Regions from separate parts of the Gasterosteus aculeatus genome. Here region 2 is linked to region 1. Evidence: chromatin contacts called from public Hi-C data. All regions are on one chromosome and are shown on one strand. Each heading gives the region's core, a stretch centred on a gene start, on an enhancer-like site or on the middle of the called end of the contact. The rest is flanking DNA. Distances are from core to core; before and after follow the strand shown.

The links. Hi-C and Micro-C count contacts between places; a contact is called where the count stands out from the background.
Region 2: a contact with region 1 is called in a Hi-C map of skeletal muscle, with 3 times the contacts expected there. The contact joins the promoter of gtf2a1 here to the promoter of LOC120807840 in region 1. A contact is called at or near these places in 2 of 6 Hi-C or Micro-C datasets (both in skeletal muscle).

The regions. Positions count from the first base shown.
Region 1 is chr18:1,992,798-1,998,521 of fGasAcu3.hap1.1, forward strand. LOC120807840 (calmodulin-1) reads right to left here and starts at 4,460. Exons shown (of 7, transcript XM_040160253.2): 1 at 4,346-4,460; 2 at 3,387-3,547; 3 at 205-235. The coding sequence starts at 3,389. It overlaps LOC120807839 (26S proteasome regulatory subunit 4), which reads right to left. Exons shown (of 11, transcript XM_078094024.1): 11 at 5,649-5,724.
Region 2 is chr18:2,128,073-2,133,502 of fGasAcu3.hap1.1, forward strand. gtf2a1 (general transcription factor IIA, 1) reads left to right here and starts at 3,833. Exons shown (of 10, transcript XM_040160135.2): 1 at 3,833-4,143. The coding sequence starts at 4,114. The region is part of intron 1 of LOC120807839 (26S proteasome regulatory subunit 4); the gene reads right to left. It overlaps LOC120808118 (forkhead box protein N3), which reads left to right. Exons shown (of 6, transcript XM_040160752.2): 6 at 1-1,789.

The DNA of each region.
Region 1 (5,724 bases), core at 3,210-5,709:
CAGTTCAGCGCTCCAGTGCGGCGGCGGCGACCGTTGGCCCCGTAACGGCAAACGGTTGCACCCGTTTAGTCTTCAGTCCACTCAGAGTGTTTACACAGCATGTTACCGGGCTTCACACGCGGAGGGTCGTCACGCTACTGGATGACGCGGCGTGTATGTGGGGGAAGGGGGTCCGTCATGAGGGGGAGGGAAGGCGGTTCCTACCTGCAATCTGCTCCTCTGTTAGTTGGTCAGCCTTTGTGGAAGAGAAGAGGAAAAAGGGGTCAGTCATGATCAAGCATTGCAAAACGTTTGCGTCATTACATTCGTCGCCGCCCGCCACGGCCCAACGCTGCTCCCCGTGTTCAGGAGAGCTGGACTACGGGACCCCTGGTCCATGTGGGAGCAGCCCCCACATGGACCAGCAGGAGGACAGGACCCAGTGCACTGCTGACTGGATCGCAGCTCCACTCCAGTCTGGCTCCGATTATTCTGAAGATTCCAGCTGGGGGGATTGGGGAGGGGGGGGGGGGGTCGCTCTATAGGACCAAGAAGTAGGCTTCACCGCTCTGGTCCACAAGAGCGGCGCTTGGCCAACGAGACCGTCCTTGTAGGCGGGTTGTCCCAGGGCCGATCAGCATGGGAGTGTTTTCCGACGGGGAACCAGCCCCCCCCCCCGTGCCGGTCCATCGGTGCGCTGGGGCTCTCTGATTGGACCTCACACACCCGCAATCAGGCCGTTTACACGCAAAGACGCGGCTTCTTTGTGGAGGAGAGAACTTTTACATGAACACAAAACTCCCTCACGCCGCTTCCCATGAAAACATTTCCTTTAATTACTACTGTTGACAGAGCACACTGACAACATTGGGCAGAAACACAGATAAACACCAAACACATGTGCACGGTGGCAAACACACACCATTTTTTATGGCATTCTTTCTCAACCCCGACATGTTTCCTGTGAATCAGTCAGTCTGCCCTGAAGAGAGAGTCCCTGCAGTCTGTGTGTGTTGTTTGCACAAGCAATCTAGCCGTGGAAACGCCGAGCAAACACCCGACAACAGAGACGCCCGAAATCACGCGGCCGGGGAAAATCAGAGCAATCCGACTTTGTAAGAACCAGAGTGAGTGAGCTGACGTTTGGGCTGACGGGGCGGATCGACCGGGGCAGCGAGGGGCTTCGTGGACCCCGTCGGCAGCACCATTAGCCGACATGGCTGAATGCTTCCCCTCCGATTCCCTCCATGACAATCGGAAATGTCAAGAGACAAAACAGATCACCAAAAAGGATCCTTCCTCTGTCCCGCTCAGGCTCCCTTCCTCCCTTCCTTTCCTCCCTTCCTCATTCGCCCTCTTTGTCAGACTGGCTTTGGATCCTGCACTGGCTTCGAGGCCTCGCGGTGCTGCTGCGCCACTACAGGCCCGTCCCTCCACCTTCTCCCCTCTGTGGCGCCTGGACGCGGGCCAACACAAGCTCCTCCCCTTTCTCCTCCAGACCGCATCAGCTCGGTGCGTCCCCCCCGTCTCTCCCTTTGTGAATGTGGCACATTGTTCGGAGGAAACTCCCCGTGATTCACCCTCCACGGACGGGCGTGTTCGCTGGCAGGCCTCCAGCCGCGTGGCAGCTTGTGGCCCGCGGAGGGGAGCGCGTTTGGGGAAGCGCGGCCCCGCCAGCAGATGGACGGTAGCGCGAGTGGGTCAACCACTCCCTCTGTTGCCCGGGCAACCGGCAATATGCTCCAAATAAGACCGCGGGCGGGCTGGGCGGGTCGAGGAGGTTATGTGTCACACACACACACACACACACACACACACACACACACACACACACGGCTCACCAGGTCGGACCTGACGGGGGTGCAGAAGGGCGTAGGACAATACGGCAATTGGTCTGGTCTTTATCGACGCTGTAGACCCAAACAATCCCCAGAGAAGCTTTCTGTACAAGACACACGAGCAGCTGTCACTCAGACGGATGACACACGCTTCCATTCATCCCAACACAAACAAAGAGTGAGACACACACACACACACACACTTCCTTTGTACGGCAGCGCTGATCTCCACAGAATGCTGAACGCCTCTTCTCTGCCAGCGTGGACAAAAGGCAGCGAGGCCGGGGGGGGGCGTCTGGGGGGTCTGGAGGGAGAGGACGGGTGTTGTGGACAGGCTCGGTCCACCGCGTGGTCCGGAGGAGCTCCTCGGCCTCCTCAGAGAGCACCCAGTGGCTCGTGGACGGCAGGGACACCGGACACGGCGTCGCCGCCGAGCATAATCAATCATTCATCGCAGCGGATCGGGTGTCCGTCAAGTTACTGAACATGCATCAGCGAACAAGAGCGCAACAGGACGAGACGCCGGGCACTTATTCCGCACCTCCATGCTGGTGGATTTCACTTTTTAGGAGGTCCAACTGCACAACGACTCCTTTAGCCATTAACGCGCCGTGCTGAGCCGCAGGACTGCATTGCAGCCGGACATCAGGCACCGGATGAAACCGAGGTGCAGCTTCCTGACTCCCTCGATCGATCAAGCCTGATCAATGGATCGGCCTGAAGGCCCCGGGAGGTCCTCCCCTCTCCGCAGGTGCCACAGCCGGTTCGGGCCCGCCCTCAGACCTGTGAGTTGCACCCGAACCACTGACCAGAGGTTCTGGTGCGCGATTGGCCGAGGACGCTCCCGGCGGACAGGAGCGGACGGCTCCGTGCGGGACGGACATTTGCATGACATCGAATATTTGCAAAGAGGCAAACAAATGAGGCCCCGCGGGTCGTAACCCGGTAATTACCGAACACGGTCCGCGACGACGCCGTTACCCAGGGTGCACCGGGAGGGCTGCGGCGGCGGAGGAGGAGGAGGAGGAGGGAAGCCGGGCGCGGCGGGGGGTAGAAACACAGAACGAAACCGATACCGGTCTAACATACGTGTCCAAACGTGTGGGCTCCGCCGAGGGACATGTCTCGGATAACGTATGTGGGGGGGCAGGAGGGGGGCGTCGGGGGGCGTCGTAAAACCCGCTCTGGTGCGTTGATGGCTGCAGAATGATCCGCTAATGTGTCACAAAAGCGGGCTAGTTTGTTCCCGGTCCGACCATGAACTCGGCCGGCCGCGAAACACCTCCTCGAACCCGACGTGGACGAACTCCGCGCGAAGCGGGTCGCGTGGCGCAGTAAAGAGGGGAAATTACGCCGGGCGACAGTTCAGCGCGCGCGTCTCCGCTCGCGACGGAGCCGCGCGGTGAGCGCGAGCCGCAGCGCGTCGAAAGCCGCCCCGGCGGGGCGTTTTCCGTCCCCGTCCGAAACGACGGAATGTCGGTGCAAAGGAAACAGGCGCGAGCCGCGGCCGCGCTGTTCTCCCCCCCGCCGCCGCCCCGGTGGCCGCGCAGAATGAATGGGCATACGTACCATGGCTTCGGTGTGCTCGTAGGTCTGTGGAGGCAGACTCGCAGTGCGCTCGTTCCGTAGATGGAGTTCCACTCGCGGGTTAGCGGCGGGTATATTGGCCGTGGCCAGACCGAGGATCGCCTGTGTATCCCTCCGCCGCACTAGCTCTGATCACTCACTTCCTTATTTCGATGTGAGTGTTGCAGCAGGAGTTAGGAGATAGGAGACAGGAGACAGGAGACATGCATCCTCACACTGGAGTCACTGTTTTCAGTGTCTTGATGATGATTAGATGACATGCTTTGGGATGGTTGACCATATAACACACTTGTATATACTGAACACATGGGGATCAAACCTTGATAATGCAGCATTTGGCCACCAGTGTTTTTGGAGGAGAATAGTTTTATTCACATGAGTATCTGCGCTTTATAATCACCAATCACGCTTTGATGTGTTTCTTCTTGAGAAGCAGTACTTTATGAACTTTTTGAGGTAGGAGCTTCCTCGATTACATTAGGTGACAGTAGTGCGGCAAAATAAAAATGAAGCTCAAATAGTTATTGAGGCATTACTGGTTCATATAAACACCAGATGTAAAAATAACTACAGCTGAACTAAGCCTGCATCCTCCACTAAGACACTACCTTAGAACACTAAGGATTTGAGGTAATTGTCACTTATTCTCAGAAAGGCATTTTAACTGGGAATCCCGCTGCTTGGTAACCATCACAAGGCCGTGGAATAAGGAGAGTCCCCATCATGGCAAAACAAATCAACAAGTACATTCGTGGAAGACAGTGGTCATTTGGAAACAAGAAAACAAACATAAATATTATTTAGATAATTAAGGCCATCTTTATCCAATAAAGGCCAATTCATGAATAACTATTGCCATGTGCAATCATTTTAAATGCAGCTATAAAACTCTTGAAATAATACAGACTGTGCCTTTAAATTGGAGCATATCACTGTCGTACCTCTCAACTTCACAGGATTCTTCTAAAAGTGACCTTTTACTTTTAGAAAACCAAACCCTGGACGGACATTAGCTGCCCTCCGTCCATCTAGCTTCTTTTTTCACCCAGAAAGAGTAAAACGAGCCCGTCGCGGGGTACTAGTTTCCGGGTGCGGAAGGATACCTCTGGTGAAGGAAGCCGGAGAGGCGGCCGCGTCGCTGTGAGGCCGGTTCTGATTGGCCGCTGCAGACCTGCAATACTGTCCGCCATGTGTCGGCCGCTCTGATTGGCTGCGCGGGACCCGCATTGCGCCAGGCAGCGCCACTTGACGGGAAAATATAACACGTATAAACACCGCGAATATAAAAACCTGCGCCGCGTTTCCACCGATTCACAAGCGCGTGTTTGTTTTTATTTTTAGGTGGATTTGTTCGGTCGGGACGGGGAGAAGAAAGCGACGTCTTTTCGTTTTGGTGCGACCGAACCGCTTGATAGGCGCGATGGGGGAAGTGCGCAGACTCGCTATTGGCCGCTGCAAAGTGCGCCGCGGCGACGTGCAATGGCCGATGGAGCCTGCGGCTAAAATCAGGCTCTTGTGTCGTTTGCTGTGGTTGTGTGTTTAGGGGGGTCGCGAGCGCGAGGAGTCCCCGAGACCAGCTCCCCCCCGGCGGGGCAGGTGGAGGGTCGGCCGGCGGAGGGAGGAGCCGCCGCGGGGGGGGGGGGCGCTGGTCTGCCACATGCGCGTCAACATAAGATTTGTTTACTACAGCAAATACAATCAGCTGCATAAAACAACCGTAAAACTGGTTTTAGTTCATGAAAAGGAGAATTTAACGAGGAGGAACGTGGTTCGCTGGTCGAAGTCAGGCTGCAGCGCCGCCGGCTGTTACAATCAGGCTGTAACCTGTTTAATGTGCACGTGTATGTATACGCACATATTCATGTGCTCAATCATGGGAACGGTTTCCCCGAGAAGCTGCTCGTGAAGATCCACCAAAGAGAACTTTTATTTACCAAACCTTTCGGCACTACACCAGAAAGTGTGCGCTCCTCTCATCAGGGCAACAAACTCCAACACAAGAACCAATCCGGTGTTTTTTTGCTCTGTTTAAACGGAGAATTACATATATTCTTTTTTCTTGCTGCTATGCGTCTCGCCTCTCAGGAAGCTGTCATATATTCCTGTAACTGCTGCACATGTGGCATTTGGAACAGCTGTGACCTTTAACCTCTTATAATAGCCCTCTGCAAAGGCCTCCGTATCTAATAAGGATTAGTCATTGACCATGGAGGACTTAGATCATAGCAGTTTAAAGTTTACAAATAGATTGGGAGTAGGATTTAATCATATTTCCACAATTTACAAATGAAAACCAAATTGATCATCAATACATCCGTCA
Region 2 (5,430 bases), core at 2,583-5,082, 130 kb after region 1:
TTGCATGGGTGCTTGTAAATAAGATAAAAAGCAAATCTTTTTTATTCAAAGATCATGTAAGATAAACAATGTATTTAGCATGAAGCATGACTTATTTTCATATAAACCCTGATCCTAGAGGACAGAAAAAAGTTTTGCCGCCAATTGTTATACCCGTGATTATATCGGATTTCATTTTCATTTGAATCTTTGGTCTTTTTTATTTTTTCTGTTTTGTGAGCGGGCGTTCAGAGACGCGTCTTCAGGGAGGACCACTCTGCTCCCCCGGGCTCCGTGGGGGGGGGGGGGGGGGGGGCCTCCGTCTTCTTCTGCCTGTACAGTGATTTTTAGGTGTTCAATGTTAACCCCTGTGTTATTTCTGAACACGCGTGTGTGTGTGTGTGTGTGTGTGAGTTGGTGTGCCCAGGAGCACACGCCCTTTAACATTGTGCCTGCCTACCTGCCCTCAGCACCCCTCGCTTGTCTTTTATTTATAACAGTATTGGTTTCCTCTCCTCGCCTGTGTCTCACGTGTAAACGTGTCCTTCTTTCCATCGCCATCGTTCAGCGTCAACGTGGGGACGGGGCGGCCGTGTCGGCGTCCCGGAACAACCCGAAATCCCCAAGTAGGCCACTTAGAACCCGGATTGGAAAGGAAGAGGAACGTAGGAGACAAAAGTCTTTATCTTTTTTTTTATTTACACACAGTATTTTTAACCCCTTTTGGTCCCTTCGGATGTCAAGCTTGCATACATGTTGATCCCAAGAGCCCGATCCACAGACAGAGCATTTTTAAATATATTAACAAAAAAGAATGTGTGTATTTCACTTAGAATCAAGAAAACAAAGTGGTGTTGGTCCACGAGGGGAGAGGTGAGTTCTGACATTTTTGCAGCAGAAGTGATATAAACGCCACACCGCCATGATTCAGCGTGCTTCTCCCTGTCCGTTGGCGTGCGTGCGCGCGCAGAAAGGCGCTTTGTAGCGCGGGCCGCGTTTGGCTGTAGCAGCTGTCACACCAGGGTTTGGTTTAAGTGACGGCCCCGTCCACCGGGGCAGTCTTCTGCCCCCCCGTAGCATCACTGGCTTTGCATCCGTGCCGACATAGACGCACACACAAAACAGGCCAGAAGGAGACACGTGTCTCTGGTCTGATAGCTGGTTGTCAGCAGCAACAGGACTCATGTCGGGGGGGAGGTGGGGGGGGGACGCGTTGCTGTAGCAACCGCCTCTTTTTTCCTCCGAAGAAGAAGAAGAGGATGAACTCCGGACCTACGAGTCCTGGAAGGTTAAAATCTACCTTGGCCTGAAAAGGCCCCTGAAACAAGGGGGTTTGTTTCAGACCCGCCAAACGGAACGAAACGCTCAAAAGAATAAAGTTGCCATTTTGTTGTTGTTTTTTTTACCATTGTTATGCACTTTTCTTCTGTTCTGTTTTCTCCCCCTCTACTATACTGCCATTGTTTTTTGTCAGTGACTGTGTGAGCTGAACATCGGAGAGCACATGGGTAAGCGATGTCAAAATGCAAATGCTATTGATTTGTGCGATGAGCTGCAGAGTGCAGAGAGTGTTGTTGTTGTTTTTGTTTTACTAAATGTTCAATTCTCTCCTTATTGTGCAATCATATTGCCAAAGAATGATTTAAGACCTATTTCATCACTACATGTAAATATCAACGTTGTCTAATACCGTGGCAAAAAATATATAAATGTTGTTTTATTTTGTTTTCCATTTCCTGAAAAACTGCAATGATGTTCATGTGATGTATTGTCTTCCAGTTGGTTGCAATAATAAAAAATACAAGTTGCAGAGGGTTCGTCTGGCTGATCCTTTTGACAGACCGGAGCCCGGGAGGTCTGTCGTGGGGAACAATGCACGCGTTGACCACCGCGACGCGTTCGAGCACAGCAACGCTGGCAGGCGCCTCAATAGCAGCAAATTCACAATTCGTCCATCAGAATCCAGAGTTGAATACAGTGAACGCGTGTAAGAAATGATATCCCCCCCCCACACACACACACTAGCCCCCATTTGCTGGTAAAGCGGTCGCTTTGTGACTCTCGAGACTGACCCCAATCATTAACCTCGCACATTCCCATCAACACGGGTCTTATCACAGCCACTCCTCTTCCGCCAGTTAATTATTCATTTACTTCCTCTAATCGGTTAAGTTCAATATTTCTGATTAAAGTCAGACCCCCCCCCCCCCCCAAGGGAAGGAAGTAAAAGAGTTAAGTGTACCAAAGAGTTCCTCCGCGCCTTATCGCTCTGGGTGGTGTCGCTCTGGAGCCGCGTGGCGGTGGGGGCCCATTCATAATTGAAGCTGGGACTTAATATCGCACCAGTGGCTCCCTGTGCACCGCCGACACCACTGGAGCTAGCTGCTCCTCTGTTGCTATGCAACCACAGCGATGAAAGACGGGGGGCTGGGGGGGTGCATTCGGTAGATCTTTAGAGGGCATCGTACCCCACGTGAGCACTTGGTTCGTACAGAACAAAACTTACGAGTGAATTTAAAAATGTTTTCATCAGTGTCGAGTCCACTTTTAATTTAAATTGAATGAAGCGAGTTGTGTAATTCGGTGGTGGGGGAGGCCCGCTGGGGGGGCTGAGGTGGTCGATGCTGCGTGTTTCCCGCGCCGTCTCCTCCACACGATGCCCGCCGAGCAAGTTTCCATGGAGACAGAAGTGGAGGTAACGTTCTCCCGGTCGCTGCGAAGCTTTAATGGTGATCTGGAAACGTTGCCCTGGTGCTCAGAACAGGTGTATTTTTGATTCAACATAACCAATAGATGTGGCTACCGCCCCCCCCCCCCCCCCCCCCCCCCAAAAATCCCTCACCCTTTATTGAATTAAAATAGTTGAATCCCAGTGAATGGATGTGTGTCATGGAATCAGAAAAGGAGAGCTTGTTTTCCGGGCCGCTGCGATGTGGCGTGATCACACTCTGGTGGCGGCGGGAAGTTACTGACGTGGCTTCAAACGTCATCTGGAACCGTCAACAAAGGCACCAACTGTTCCTGTGAACAAGTACGGTTCCATTACAGATATATCATAACAACAGCAATGCAAACGGAATGAAAATCAATGACAAGTGAAGTTACGTTAACACCTGAATCAGCGATCATTGACATAAACACAGGCAAACAAATGCAGAAATGTTTCCACAGAGATGTAGATTAAGATTAAAGTCTAATTACAAAGCACTGCGGTTTGTGCTTTGACGTTCCTCTTGTCTTTCAAAGGTTTTAAATGCATGAAAGAAGCATTAATCAGGTGATCTTCAGGGGATTCTCCCTCGTTATCAGTGCACAACGATAAAACAAATCAAAGACGACCATGTGAGGTCAACTCAGTACGGTTTTGGTGACCTGCAGAGTCAAAGAAAAGGCCCAGAGGCAGCGCTGGCTTAACAAAGGTAACCAAGAGATGCGAAAAACAAATGATAAAGAATTGTTTTTAGTGCATTTTACAGACATGCGTGAAAATTGAAGAGATGGTAACAGAAAGCTAAACCAGGAGGGTCAAAGCGCCTTGTGTGTTCTCTCTGCCCTCAGATCAGATATTACAAACGCCACGCATTAATGCTCGGGCTGACGTCCATGTTTTAGGATTTATATATCCATCACTATGTTTGTATCGTGTAATAATCTACCAATGAAACTGGCTCCTGGGATACTGTGATTTTCTCCTTATATGGGTCACATTATTCACACGTGGCCTCATTCCGTAAACAAGATCACCGAGCATTACAGAGCTAATGCGCTCTGCGCACGTGTATTTACCTCGTAGCACGTTAAAACCCCTGTAAACTACATTTCCCAGCGGCGCGCCTTTCGCGCGGCCGTCATGCGCCGGACGAGATCTCGCGCGAAGTGCGGCGCGACCCTGCCCTATGTCTCGCGCACTCGCAGCTCCACGCTCAGTATATAAAGCAGGACCACGACGGCAGGACGGCGGCTGGGAGTCGCAGCCCGGGATTGTAAATAAGACCGCTCAAACTGTGTTTTATTTACAAAAGTAATGCCGGCTGTTTTAAGAGAGCGTTCCCAGTTGTTTTAAGTCATTTTTTTTGTAATTTTTTTGGCTCTATCTCTCGCCTATTTCCGTGTGGTTTTTACACTACGCGTATAATGGCGAGCTCGGCTAACTCGAACCCAGTGGTAAGGATCAATCTCTAAGGATTGTCAGCGGGGAAATGGGGGGGCTAAGATGAGAGGAAGCTGTCAACGAGATGTTTGTGTCATTCAGGCTTAGCAAACACATCATTGTTCTACCAAATAAAACGAAGAACGTCTTCAGTTAATCGGCCATTTTAATCATTCTTCAACTGAGCTCAGGTCGTGTTCCGATAAAGCCATCTGGTGGGAGCGATGGCTGGTGACCAGTGACGTTCCGCAGAATGCAGATGTTCTTACGGCTGGTTAGTTATGGGCTTAAATGTCCGGTGGAGCTACTGGTTCATACCAGCGTAGTATCTGTAAACTCCCATGTGAACACGAGTCGGTGGTTGTGCCGTTGATGGCGGTCGGAGCGTTTCTTGCGTGGCCGAGTCTCTTGTGAAAGGACGAATCTGTAACGTTAAATCGGCTAAATAGTCTTTTATCTGGCGCAGTTTTAGATGTTTGCAAAGCACCTCGCCACCAAACCACTGCGAACGGCTTGTGTTGTGGTCCTTTTTTTAATTAAAAGTCTCCGTGGCCGACAAGCCGCCACCGCTCAGTGAAAAGCCTCCCCGCCGTCCACCATTCCACGACCAGCGGGCCAAACCGCCGCCGCTACCCGCCTCACGACAAAGTAGTCCGCTCCCCGCCGACACGGCCACACTGACGCACTTCGTCAAAGCCCAGCGGCCATGAGATAAAACGCCGAAAGCACCTTGTACGTTCCGCCGCACAAGGCTTCGGCGTACCGGACTTTCGGGCGCGCGTTTCGCCGCTCCGTAAAATGGCTTCCACGTCGCCCCTCGCTCCGCTTGTGGCCCTCCTCTTTTCCCCCTCCCGGTTATATACGGCCATGTTGGCTCTCTAATATAGACTGCCCGGGATGGGAAGGCGCTACTCGACGCCACGTCACCGCCTCCGCTTATAAACCGCGGACGTGGCTTTAAATAGCGGAGAGGCGCGCGCGCGCGCGGGCCGAGGGAGGCGCGGAGGGACCGAGGGCCGTGCTGCGGCCGCAGGGGCGCGGCGGGTCACGCCGCGGAGGCTTCGCTCGTCCCGTCGCTCTCCTTCCGTGCTGAAACCCGACCGTCGCTCCACCGCGAACCTTTTACATGGCGAACGTGAAGTGGACGCCGCGTATTGCAGGTTGTCACGACACGCTAAATCCCAGCTTCCATACCCGACCAATCCTAGAAGTATCACTGTAGTGTGACATAATAAGATATGCTTATGCAAGAGAACTAAACACATATTTAGATGGTTCGTTACATGTTTGCTGTGGTTGAT